2 separate regions of the Rattus norvegicus genome follow, and region 1 is linked to region 2. A link is a contact called in public Hi-C data. All regions are on one chromosome and are shown on one strand. Each heading gives the region's core, a stretch centred on a gene start, on an enhancer-like site or on the middle of the called end of the contact. The rest is flanking DNA. Distances are from core to core; before and after follow the strand shown.

Region 1 (7,230 bases), core at 940-3,439, 200 kb before region 2:
AGCCTTGGGCAATAAGTAAGCAAATGAGACTGGCTGTGTTTCAATAAAACAAACTAGGAGTCCAGATTTAGCCTAAGGGGTCATAGTTTGCCCACCCCAACCCCCATCGCCCTAAAACTGCCTATTCCTTTTGATCTTCTATTTCACCATCCCAGGAAATGCTTTGATGGGAAGCGACACAAGTTTAGGATTGAATGAAATGATCTGGAAGCATTTGAAGAACTTGATAAAAACATTGATTTGCGTGCCCTTTACCCCGAAGCTTAATTTCGTCCATCGTAGTTTCCAGGAATGTGATTTATTTTCCTCTAAATTTTCCCCCTGATGGATTTTAATTCAAAGATTCGTGATTTCCTCTTGTAGATAATGAGGCCAATTTCTCCAATAATTTTATAACATCTAGTTATATCTGCTATCTAAATCAGAGTCATAGTGCTAGCTGCTGAGATACTGAACCCTAAATCTCAGTGGCTCAACTCAGTCAGAACTGTGTTTCTGTTTCACATGACTCACCCTCCTGTATTTTATACCTACAACTTCGAGACTCTTGAACAGCAAATGGGGGTGGCATACCCTCTCTTGTTGCCTCTCCTTGCAAAAGAGTAATATGAGGTACTTCTGCAAGGCTTTCATTGGCTGAATAAAATGTGTGAATGTTTCCAACCTAATTGCAAGGGAGACTAGGAAAAGAGAAGGCAAGTGATCTGACATATTTGTCAATCAAGACCATGGCTCTCCCTGAGACTCCACAACAAAGCAGATGCCCAAACTGTTTTGGTCATCAGTTAAAGTCAACACTATGTGGAAATAGCTTAATGTCCAAAATTATTACTTACACCTTGCTTTTTGGAAAGGTTAGATCCTTTGAATTCTAAAATGTAACAGATTTTCCAAGTTAAATTAGATCTTTTTTGAAAATTAATCAGAAATTATCAGTTTGGTGTGGTGGTACACTCCCCTTTAATCCCAGTACTCAGGGGGCAGAGGCATGCAGATCTCTGAGTTCCAGGCTAGCCTGGTCTACAAAGCAAGTTCCAGGACAACCAAGACTATTACACAGAGAAACTCTGTCTTATGGGAAAAAAATTAACCAGAGAGTTATTGCGTAAGGGCTGTTGTGATCTTTGGTTTCCAAATTAGATACACACAGATAGGCGTCATGGCAGAAGAAAACAGGGCTGGGTAGATTCACAAATTGTCTTCATGATTACAGTTGCCAAGGTTGAATGTTAGTTTGTTTATGAAATATTGTGTGTCACCATGACGTGCCACTTTAGAAGGGCAATCAGAAACATAGAAGTTACTAGTTCTAACTTAGTATAATAAAAATCCACTCCTGAATCTCAGAGGAAAGGATAAGCAGATGAATGTAAGGTGTCTTCTTGAATAGTTAGAGACATGGACAGCATTTCAAATATTATGACAGTGAAAATTTTAAAAAGAAGGGAATAGAAACATTTCTGTTGTGGTATTATAGATTTTAAAGTACATATGAGAGAATACACACATACATAGCAGGGAAGAAAAAATTTAAAATGATACATTACTTACTTTAAAATAACTGAGAGATAGGATTTAGATGTATTTACTACAAATGATAGACATTTAAGGTGGTAGATATATGAATAGCCTGAGTTCAAATTCCTCTATATATACACATGTAAAACACCATACTTTATCATGTATATCTATAGATCTTATATCAATAAAAAAATACTAAGAAGAGGTTTCTACTAAAGCAGAACAGATATTAGGTAGATATTGAGAGAGGTCCTAAATATTTAGGGAGCATGTCTTATATGGAAACTAGATACCATATAAAACTATTGATTTACAAAGACTTAGGTTCTGGCAGGCACAAAAAGAGGTACTTACAAAGTCTATAATTTTATTTAGTATTGAAAGGAATGATCTAGAAGGGTAACCTATGCTCTATAATTGTCCATATACATTATGATTTTTCAAAGTAAAAATGTAAAAATAAAAAGGAAATGCCGGTTGACATAGAGTGCTGTCCTTCCATGAGTAGGCCTTGTTTATGACGAGCTATGACCGGAAGCGTTGCACAAGAGTGCATCTCTGATAGACGTGTGCGTGGGTTCCATGTCAAGTTGCTGTTTAAACCCTGCCTCTCAACCTTTCATCTCAGGGCCTGTATCCAACCCCTTTATTTGTTAGCCTGATAGAACTCTCAGCCTACAGCTTACCTTTCTGGGTACTGAGCCACTAAACACTTGCTCAGCTACTATGCTACTATTCAGCTGTTTCACCATCTCACGGGAGGGATCTGACTTATAGACAACTATAGTTGTGACAAAGCTGACCATTTAATGTCAGCCTCACTATCGTAATGCTGAGACTTCTTCAGAACTCTGCAAAGCCACAAAACCTAACCATCAAATAAACCACATTTTTAATATGAAGGAATTATTTCTGATCCATTTGCCAAGGAGCTATATCACAAATAACTCTTGCACTGCTATAGTACTATATATAATATAAATATATACTATAGTATATATTTAATAAGTCCTTGGCATTTCCAGTGCCTTTAAAGAAAACATAAGGATATTTCCAGAGTATTAGTTCAGAAGACTTTTATTTTATTTTATCTTTTACTGTTGGGGATGGTGAGGATGTTGATTATAGTGATGATAATGTTCCTTAATTATATATAGATAGTCATTTTACCCCACCCAGAAAATACTTTCTTTAATAACGGTGACATTTTGAAAAAAAAAGGGAATTTTGTTAGACTATTTTTATGTCTATAGACTTTGTATTTCACAGTGACAGAAAGCTTTTGTGTAAGGTTGATTTCCAAAAGAAAATAGGTCAATACTTTACCCTATATAAGTCATTGAAAATGTTAGCAATGATCTAAAAGAAGTTCATCAAATTGCTGTTTTTGAATAGTTTATGTGCATATGAAAAGAAAGCAGACATATCAAAGAGCCCGCTTCAAGCATCTCATTATTAGGTGGTTTAGTGCTATTATATTCGTCGATTAAGGCATATTACAAACAACTGACCTTTCACCCAATCATTAGCAAAGCACTGGGTGAGATTTTACTACATCGGGGCCTCTAGGTTCACAGGTCACAAACACTGAGAATGGAAGTGATCTGACCTTGAGGGAATCATAAAAAAATTTTTTTTAATTTTTAAATAAAAAAAAAAGGCTTTGTTAAATGGATGCCCAGAAAAAGGAAAGAAAATTGAGACAAGTCTTTCCCAGGGTCTCTTCCTACACCCTCTGTTTCTAGCTGCACAGAAATGGCAAAGGCTGCTCATCCTTGTGTTCTTGGAAGAACTGGGAAGACATTTGAATGATAGACATTCCCAAGGGATGCATGGGTTGTTGGCTTTGAAATGGCATAATCACTCCTCCCGAGAACTGAATGACAACTTTTTGTTCATCTGTTGAACTTTAGTTACCATAAAAATAACCTGTTTCCACATGTCCTTAACTCATGCTTGTTGACAGTAGCAGATGACTCATTGAGAAATGAATTTCGGCAGCTTCCGGATTGCCTGGTGGATTTTTATGACTGCCTTTTTACAGGGTCAAGGATCAGCCATGTGTAACCCGTTGGGGCCATTACTGGGTTTAAACTCTGTGGCAATTGCACTTGCTACATCAGTCATTTAATTGGTTCAAGAAAAATGCCAAGGAGACGAAAGTCAACAACTACATTCTCAGTGTGCCTCATCCCTAGCAGTAAAAACAAATGAGGAGGGGCTGGCAAGGGAGGGCACGCAGATAGATGGGCGGTAGAAAGCATTACCAGTGTTATTGCACAGTCCTCAGAACACAAGGGACCTTCCCTTTCATAGCCACTTCTCAAAGCCTGCCTGTGCACTTAAATAAAAAGCTGGAAAATAGAATTATTTGCATCATAACATTGCAGAAGCCAAGTGTGTTACTTTCCTGGGAAAAGAAAAACAGGCCGGAAATCACGTGAGCAGTTCTCAGATGTCAAAGGAGAGAATCTACTTCTTCAGATACCTAACCTAACAAGCCTTTCCTTGCACTGTTCTCCATCGGACACCTGAAATGGGTCTTCAAAAGATCTTTTATGATGGAGACACTAAATTTCTAGTTGTATTTCCCTCCATTCTTGAGCATTCTTGTGTAAACATACTAGCATAACATCTTTTTCCCTTCACTAAAACAAACAAACAAAAAATTATCATACAGCAGAGCATCAAGACATATAAATAATGCCTGAGCCGAAATAGAAATCATTTTTAGACTGGGCTTACAAAGGATACCCATTTAATTTCATTTTATGTTTTAAAGTTGCTCCCATGGTGATTACATTTTGATTTTTTTTTTTTATAATCTTATGCTCCTATTTTGAGAACGATTATGGGTTCTCTCTAAGGAAAAAAAAAGGAGGGTTTAAGTTTAAGATTACCCTTGAGGTAAAAAGGAAAAGCAACAAGATCAAAGGCAAAATCAGTCCTGAGGGTTTCAGCGTCTCTGAAAAAATTTGTTCTCTTCCCCAAACATCAGGTAGAATAAATCTACAGAACAGCTCTTTACTTAGCTTGATGCAATCAAAACAGTGCGAGCCATCACGGATGAGTAGAATGCTCTGTTCAAACACAGGCTCAAAGGATTCCTTTTTAAAAGGTCCTTAGAACTTCTGTAAGTAAATTTTCACCTTTTCATTTAAAGAAAGCAAGAAGTTAAAGCTAGTGTTAAGACAATTGTCTACCAAGTCACTCTCCTGGTGGAAAAAATTTTTACATTATTTTTATTTCTTTTTTTTTTTTTCCTGGAGCTGGGGACCGAACCTAGGGCCTAGCGCTCTACCACTGAGCTAAATCCCCAACCCCATTTTTATTTCTTTATTCTAGAATTATGCATGTGCTGATCAACAACCTTCCCAACACTGAAAAGATGGACAGAAGGGAGTGTTCTCTTCCAGATAATTACAACACATATGAAACCAAAAGGGGGGTGGACCATATGATCAGGAGGGCTTTAGGTATCTATAGAATTTAAGACGGTCCCGATTAAATATATTACTGAGTCACTTATTGGGCAGCGGAAGAAAGACAGCCTTGTGAAAAGATATGGTTCCTTTGGCTTTATATTGTTAAGAATCACAAAAATGCAAATGAAGCTACACAATGAAAGATTATCCAGACTGCTGAGCTGAACTTACCAAGAAATATATAAGGCAGGCATGGTGGCACATGCCTTTAATCCCAACACCTAGGAGGCAGAAGCAGAAGGATTTCTGTGAGTTCCAGGCCAGCCAGAGCTACATAGTGAGGCCCTGTGTCCAAACAAACACAAGCAAACAAACAAAACTAAGACAAACAAACAAAAAAAGTGTGACTGCTGGCAAAGATACATAGAGGTTGACCAGTTGTCCAGTTAGTTACTGTGTTCTTCCTTCAACATTATAATTTCTCTCAAAAGAAAAGAAAATTGACTTTTAGTTAGACATTAGTATATGCTATGACAGAGATTCTCCCAACTACAAGCAGCACTTTCAAAACTTAGCACAAGCCTACCATGTATAATTCTCCCCCATTTTTTTTTTTTTTGTTTTGCTTTTGGTTTTTGGTTGGTTGGTTGGTTTTTCAAGATAGGGTTTCTCTGTCTTATGGCCTGTGCCTCCCAGGTAGGATTAAAGGTGTGTCTTACTACACCTGGAGAATTCTCCTAGAGAGGAAAAGGGAAACAAGCAAACATGAATCATTTATGATGGTTCTCATGCAACATGTAAACATGGGCTAGTTGTTTAAGGAAAACCAAAGCTAGGAAACTTTAAAATACTGTATTCATTTAAAACCAAAGTAACAATTCTAGTGTATCCTGGGACATTAGGACAAAGAGTATCAAAGATAAATTCAGCTCCCCAGCTAGATCATCAGTGATTATTGACCATTCATAACCAGTTGTTATGTTTGCATAAAATCATCCAGCATTCTGCACTGTCTGTTACAACCATAGCAATATATAGTAAGTAGTTTACTTTTAAAGTTGTGAACACTTCAATAAAATGAAAACTTCACTTCTTCAGTCACAGTGCCTAGATGTTGAGCAGCCCAAGGCCAAATCCACAGTGGCCACAGTGCTGGACAGTAAAGATACTGAGTTCTCTGTCTTTTCAGATAGCTACTGGGTACCGCTGATGGGTTCCCAACAACCTAAACAATATAACAAAAAACAACAATAAACATAAACAAAAAAACCAACAATAACAACAAAAATAAAAACCCTATTTCATAATATTTTGCAAATTAGTACTTTACATTTGTAAAGTCCTTCATGACTTTCCTCCATGATTTTTCCAGCAATTCAAAAAATGTACCTCATCTTTAAGTTAAAACTGTCCCTCTAGTTTGAGGGAAAAAGGTGAAATCTACGAGTTAGGTGACAGAACGATCATCAATTAGTCCCAAAGGTAATAAGAACTCTCCCAGTCTCCAGGCTCAGCATTTTAGGGTACAGCACAAAGGCATACTTAGAAGTCAAAGAGAGCAGTAACCCAACTCTGATCCGTATCACTTAGGATGTGGAACATGTATTTCAGCCTTCGGTTTCAATGTCTAAAAAACTGGGGTGGTCATGGCAACCCTGCAAAAGTAACACTCAACACCTGACAACACTCAGGTATGACAACGGCCCTCCTCAACATGGAGCAGGATTCCCGTCTATTCCTTTTCATCTTAATTTGAAAAGCAAAGTTTTTTTATTTCAATGTTATTTTCTACAAATAGAATCAACAGACGTGGCTCATAATTTAGGAAGCCGATTTTGAATACGTTGGCATTTTAACTGTTATATACACTCTAGTCCCAGCTGCTATATTTGTGCTACCTCAGAATTTTCAGGATTAAATGGAAATTTAAATAGCATCTAAAATCTGACATGAAGATGTACAATGAATTCAAGCCCTCTCCATCCTTTCTTCTATAACCCAATGCCTTCTAAGTCTCCTTGATGTATATGTATGGCAAGTCCTGGTCCATCAAGCCTGAATCCTGTTCTAGAATAGGTGACTTAGCAAAATTTATAATGCTACAATGGTATGTAATTGCTATAGGACAACTGCTTATAGATTCCAATGAAGATGAGTACAAAAATAAGATTAGATATTCAGATATTTACTTTACAGGAAGCATCAGCTATAATTGTTTCAATTATTGATTACCTGGCTAATGCAAATGTATATTCTATGCTTTCTTCTATATTATTTAAAAGAT
Region 2 (6,675 bases), core at 2,693-5,192:
GTCTGGACCACATTCCTGCAGCCTCGTGCCTTGCCCGAAGTGCTTTTCTTTACTTTGTAGTGTTTTGATCCACTGCCCTAAAAAGTCTATGTTTTTAATCTGAGACGTGCCTGTTTCTCTGAGCTTTTCTGCACAGGTTTTAATTTATTGCTTCTTTTTCTTTAAAGCTGAGAATGGGGAATGACACAGAGAAGTATGTATGTAAGCGGGTATCCTCAGTTAATATTTACTGAGAGACATGGATGGAGATGAGCACACATCTCTCCAGGGCTTGCTCAAATCTGCCACCTGTTGGTACGGCAATGTAAAGGACCTAAAGGTGCCACGCATGGGGGGGGGGGGGGGGGCTAAGGCAAGACATTCACAAGTTTAAGCTCCAAAGTCAGCTCAGGGAGGGAGGAACTAAGCAGGGACAGAGTGGGTGTAGGGCTGGGGGCTGGGGGGACAGGATGCAGGGAGCAGAGAGATCAGAAGTAGATTAGTGTGTGTTTTATTATCATGGTACACACTTTCAAAAAAAATTGAAGGAAGGACTATATTAAACCTTGCTTTCTTACTGAAATATTCCAGTTTACAAACAACAATAACAAATAGTATCCTCTGTCAGGCCAAGGGCTGATTTCTCTTGGACGAGTCTTCTCGTCTTCCCCAGGTGACTAACACTCACCTCAGGAACACGAGAACTCTCACGTTAACATGTTCCCTCGACAGTGGTCGTGCTTTCGCCTGCCCAGTGTGGGTGTGGCTGAGGCAACTCAGCGGAGCTCTCTGCCATGCTTCTGTGGACAGCCTGTCTTTATCTCGGCTAATGGGTTAGAGAACTGCACATTCTGAGATTTTTTTTCTATAATGTAACTAACTCTCAGTTTATTATAAACAGTTACTTTGATCTGAAATGCTGTCTCCAACTCTAAAGAAAGGCATATGTTGTATTTACACTATACGTCCTGGTCAGGAAAGAGATAAAGACACCATCCCAGTTCTTGGGAAAGGATTTGGTGTTTTGGCAATCCAAAGAACAACTGTGGAGTGCTGACCTCATTTTGTTCACCTACTTGTAGGACAAATAATAAACCTAACACATTAAAACGTAAGGCTAAATTGTGGGTGGTGGCCCAGACCTTTAATCTCAGCACTTGTGAGGCAGAAGCAGAGGGATCTCTGAGTTAGAGGCCAGCCTGGTCTACAGAGGGAGTTCCAGGACTGCCTGGGGCTATACAGAAGAACCCAGCCTCAAAAAACAAAACAAAAACAAACAAAAATCCACAAACAACAACAACAACAACAACCTCAGACCCTGACAACAAACCTTAAGACTATAATTTACCTGAAGGTAACAGGTCTCTCTCTCTCTCTCTCTCTCTCTCTCTCTCTCTCTCTCTCTCTCTCTCTCTGCCTGTGTCTGTCGTCTGTCTGTCTGTCTGTCTGTCTGTCTGTCTGTAGGTAGCATATGTAGGTAAACATGGAAACCAGAGGTCAAATTCAGGTGCCATTCTTGGAAGTCATTCACTTTGTCTTTTGAGATTAGGTCTCTACCTGGCCTGGACCTTGCCAACTAGGCTAGACCGTCTGGTCACTGAGCCCCGATACCCTCATATCCAGGCTCTCCTCAGCTCTAGGATTACTGGCTCTCCCCACTACACCCAGCTTTATACACGGTTTTTGAGAATTCAGATCCCCCTGCTTCCATGGCACGTACTTTACAGACAGAGCTATCTCTTTAGTTCTCCAGTCTTATTCCTATTTGAGGAGAGTGGCAAAGTGACTCTGGAACACCCTACCTGTGCAGCCACATCGTAGATGGTAGATGCTAAATGGCTATGAATAATCTCCTCCCAGGTTAGCGATGGAGCTCAGGGTTTCAAGCATGCTAGCAAAACCTCAACTGCTGGGCTATTCCTACCCATCTCTGACTCAAAATTTGATGGCAGACCCATGGCCCATTTCTGTGAAAATATTAAGACTCAACCAGAACCCTAAAGAAAAAATTCTTTAAAAAGCCAAAAAATTATATAGGTGACTTGAATGAATCAAAATAAAATTAAGGTATTTGAGAAGATAAACAGTTTAAAACCATGTCTATATGGTATATGGTATATGGTATATAGTATATGGTAGCCAATACTAACCTTTTGCAGAGAAACACCTGGGGGGTGGGAGCAACTGTGCTTTAAAAATACAGATTGGTAACAACTGATTTTGATGGGCAAATATTATATCAAAATTTCTGTCAGGCATCAGAGACAGAAGTGCAAGCCACAAAGATGCCACCGTTACACTGCATGCCTAACTTCCTCTCCACAGGGAGACACGAGAGGGCCGCTAAGACTCACTTTAGTGTAGCTTCTGTGTGCTGGGCAAACTGCTATAGACACACGTTCCCAGCCCTTTGTCTCTCCAAGTCTTTACTATATAGTTCAGATAGCCTCAAACGCAAAACCTCCTGCCCCTGACTTCTGAATTCTAAATTAGAATGTGCCATGGTGCTTGGCATGGCTACTTTTAAAATCATCCCTTAGAATCTTTCTTGTAAAGTGAAGTCACTGATATTCGACTGGCTCTGTTTCAAAAAGGCATTTTCACATTTCTCAGGCCAGTGCTCCCTTCTTGTGGACAACTGACTGTTTTATGGAGTGCTCCCCTCTTGTGGATGACACTCCTACATCAAAGTCCCACGCATACCACATAAACTAGCTGACTCTGGTTCCCCTGGGTTATCTTCAAGGGATAAGTACCCTTTTGTTCTAGCTGGTGACAAGCCCACCTTCATAGCAAACTCTTGAGAACACTTAGAGTCTTCAAGTCGGGAAGTTTTTGTGTGTTTGCTTGTTTGTTTATTTTTTTGCTTTTTGAATACACTGTAGCTATTTTCAAACACACCAGAAGAGGGCATCAATCCCATTACAGAGTGTTGTGAGCCACCAGGTGGTTGCTAGGAATTGAACTCATGACGTTTAGAAGAGCAGTCAGTGCTCTTAACTGATGAGCTATCTCTCCAGCCCCAAGTCATGAGTCTTTGCAAAGCTTAAAGGGTACTTGGCAGGGAGAGTATGTCTCAAAAAGTAGAACAAAAACCCTGAGATAGTTTCTAGGTCAGGAGCACTAAATTTTAGCCTGCTAGTTAGGTCACAAGCTGCCTATCTCCAGGATACAAAGTCAGCTCACTGGAATATATAAGGTCAATGTCATGGGCTGTGTCAAATTCATTGAAGACTAACTACGGCAAAGCTCTGTGCCAAGTTTCAGATAGCTGGTTAACGTTTAGTTAAATTCCACTGCACAAGTCGCTCCTTCGTGCGGAAATGCTGCTGGGTTATAGATGTGAGCACAGTAAGCACAGATCAGCTCCACCAGACTCACGCCTTCCCTTTCACAGTGAGCGCCTGCTTGCTGCTGTGTGGCTCTTGTCACTGCATCTTCTCAGAGAAGAACATTAACTAACGATGAAAGGACACTTCATAACTGGAGAACTGGAGCACTTCCTCAGTGCAGGCAGAACTCCTTTGCACCAGATACTCTTCTTGGCATCTGCTAGAGTCGATATGTCAGGCTGTGTTTCTTTAAAGTTTTACCCACAATACTGAACTAAATGGACAGCTTAGCAGCAATGCTGTCAAAGGCAGCGCTGTTCTTCCTGCTCTTCGAGCAGGGCTTGCACTAATCATCAGGTTACTGTGATTGGTGTAGAAGAGAGGGCAACTCAGAAGGTAAAAGGCTCAAGTTGTTTCTGAAGCCTTCAGATGCTCAAACTATAAAACACACAGATAACTTTTATAAACATAAATCTAAGTATTAGGGATACTTCATTTCTGGACAACCCATTGGGAATAACAAAACAGAGCGGAGGAATTGCCATCTTCGAGCAGTGGAGCAGAGCCTGCTCTGTGACAGCAGTGTAGGGGCCCAGGGCAGGGAGCAGGGCACAGCGAGCAGAGGACAGGGGCCAGCGGGTGGAGGCCAGGGGGAGCAGGCAACAGGGTAGGCAGGAAGTAGGGGGCAGGGAACAGGGAGAAGACAGCAGGGAGCAAGTGGGGGGCGAGAGGGGCAGAGGGAGGAAGGCAGGAGGCAGGGGACAGGGTAGCAGGGTAGCAAGGAATTAAGTAGGGAGGGTGAATTAGACGGAGTTTAATGTCTTCAAAGGTAAAACTGTTCTGGAAATGGTTGCTGCTCCCCCTGGTGGTTTTTTAGAAACTTAGAAATGACTTTGCTGTGCTGAAATGTTAGGTTGCCAGAGTTCACATTTTATTCCTGACTCTTACAGGAAATAGACTGTGATAAATGGTTTAACAATGCTTAAGTTAAAGAAAAATGACTTACTGTGGTTGAATCAAAAGAAAGGACATCCACAACTGGGGGAGAAGAACTGTGCAAGTCCATTACCTCAAGTTTTGGATTGATCTGTGTGCACACGTAAAACAAGTTAATGTGATATCTTTTCTCATAAGGGACCGATACTAAAGAACCACAGAGTATTTATAATATATTCTAAAAATAATGCATGTACTCATTGATAAAGACACAAATATTGGCAAAATATGAATTCACTAACCCTACCAACATTTATGATATTGACAATGTTGAACTTAGGCAAGAAATGGTCATTTTCATATTTTAAAAGCAATGTAATTCACCTACAGAGGAATATTAAAATAGAAAGACCCACCTCAAGAAATGCAGAAAATATCCTAGCCAGTACATTAAAACAAGAAGAAATAGAATGTTAAGATGTAAGAACCAGAGAGGAAATTATAAACTTTCATTTAAAAAACGCAGTGATTACCAATGGAGAACTAAGCAGAATCTACTTCTGAGTCCCCAGCCCCACTAAGAGAACCAAAGGACACTGTTAACCCCACTCAACGCACAAACCCAAATGGATTTCAACATGAACTTAAAATACAGATAGTATTAGAAGGGCATGTGTAATACTATAAAACTGAAGAAAATCCGCCAGGAATGCATGTGAAATTTTAAGACATCATTGACATGAAAGTTTCAGGTAAACAAAGCTATACTGTGGATGGCTTGGAAGCAGGCCAAATAGTAAGAAGAAACCAATAGTAAGATTCAATGGCATCAGTCTACAGCACGGATGATGGACCGTTTTAAAAACTGGCAAGGAACACAGATCCCAGCTAGGAGGGGATGGCAGGAGGTGAGCGGAACCCAAATGTGATGAACAACCAGTAAGACCAGCAAGAGTAAACAACTACAGTCATTGTTCAACCAGAGGTGGAGAAGAGCATCTGAAAAACCAGAAAAGCAGAAGCTGCCAGCGAGGGGAAAGGCACTTGTGATCACAGCTGCTGTGGGAGAGTTGTGCCGCCATGAGGATCATTACGATGTTGAATACAGGAACGGGCGGATATCTAAAATCTATACACAAGCTTATCCACGGAAATGTAGAAAACAGAAATTCCATGAAAACATCTACAGACGTGAGACCCTAATGGCTAATGGGCTTGCCTTCATAAACTCATTATCCGAGGGAAAAGTGGAAACGGTAAGAAACACCATTGCAAACACCAGAGTGCTCCTCCATATTGTCAGCAGTGCGCATAGCACTTTGTAACCAACGCTAAGCTATACTGTAGAGACTGGCTGTGAGGTAAAGTCACTGAGACACCACACGGCAGTGAAGTCGAGGAGAACACAGCTCTGCACACTATATAAGTAGGTCAGGTCACGTTATACATACATCTCAGGGTTTTTTTTTTATATGAAATAAAAAGGCAAGTTACAGTAAAACATACTCAATACAACTCCATTTACCTCAAAGTTTCTGACCGTTCAAAGCTAAACAGTATTTAATTAAAGATTTGAAAATACCTGTGTAGTAAAATTACAGAGAAAGAAGAATGATTTCCTGGATCGATGACTACCTCCGAGGGAAGTCATTTTTAAATTCAAAGGTTGCAGGGCAAACCAAAAAAAAAAAAAAAAAAAAAAAAAAAAAAAAAAAAAAAAAAAAAAAAGCAGTCATCTTTAGTTCAAAGACGAGAGCCAAAGAGCACCCAGACTGCAGGACCAACCGGACAGCACTTGGTACACTCAGGGCCAGAAAGGAACTCTAGCTGATGGCCCAGCCACAAGGACTTTAGAAAGGAAACACAGCTTAACACGGCTTCTCCACACCAAAATAAAAACAAAATACACTTCAGAAAGCAAGTCATAGACACAGGGTGCAATAAAGACCCCACCCCCACCCCCACCAGCCGAGCACAGCCATAGTGCAAATGAACAAATGTCCAGGGACAGGAAAAGAGACAGAAACAGATTGGAGTTGACAAAGGCCAGATTACAAAGAAATTTGGGGGAACCGTGAGGCTGGAGTTTAAGTGCTTTAGAGAGACCCACTGGGGAGAGCCACTGGACACTGCTTTCCCTGTGGGCTGAGCTCCCAGCAAGAAGAGTGATCGACTGAGGGATTGAAGGCACTCGGTCTGGAGGACAGAGCTGTACCTTGGGTTAGATTTATGTATGTGTATGTGTGAGGACGTGCACACTTACACACGTGATTGCACCATGGCACATGTGTGGAGGCTGGAGGACAATCTGTGAGATTTGGATCTTTCTTTCCACCGAGTGGATCCGGGATTGGAATCAGGTTGGCAGGCAGCGCTGCAGAAACCTTTACCTGCGGAGGTCGCTTGCTGGCCTGGTTGAGGACCGACC

What was found. Hi-C and Micro-C count contacts between places; a contact is called where the count stands out from the background.
Region 1: a contact with region 2 is called in a Hi-C map of liver, with 4 times the contacts expected there. The contact joins two enhancer-like sites. A contact is called at or near these places in 4 of 12 Hi-C or Micro-C datasets (hepatocytes, kidney and liver).

What each region holds. Positions count from the first base shown.
Region 1 is chr7:36,070,925-36,078,154 of GRCr8, reverse strand. No RefSeq gene overlaps it. Among named protein-coding and RNA genes, the nearest start is that of Dusp6, 95 kb to the right of the region's middle. Within about 2 kb of position 2,189, at least 8 of the 93 cell types and tissues checked have an H3K27ac peak or open chromatin away from gene starts, as enhancers often do. A contact at or near this core is called in liver, where this site is marked.
Region 2 is chr7:35,873,833-35,880,507 of GRCr8, reverse strand. Poc1b (POC1 centriolar protein B) reads right to left here. Exons shown (of 12, transcript NM_001398583.1): 10 at 4,318-4,398. Among named protein-coding and RNA genes, the nearest start is that of Galnt4, 65 kb to the right of the region's middle. Within about 2 kb of position 3,942, at least 8 of the 93 cell types and tissues checked have an H3K27ac peak or open chromatin away from gene starts, as enhancers often do. A contact at or near this core is called in liver, where this site is marked.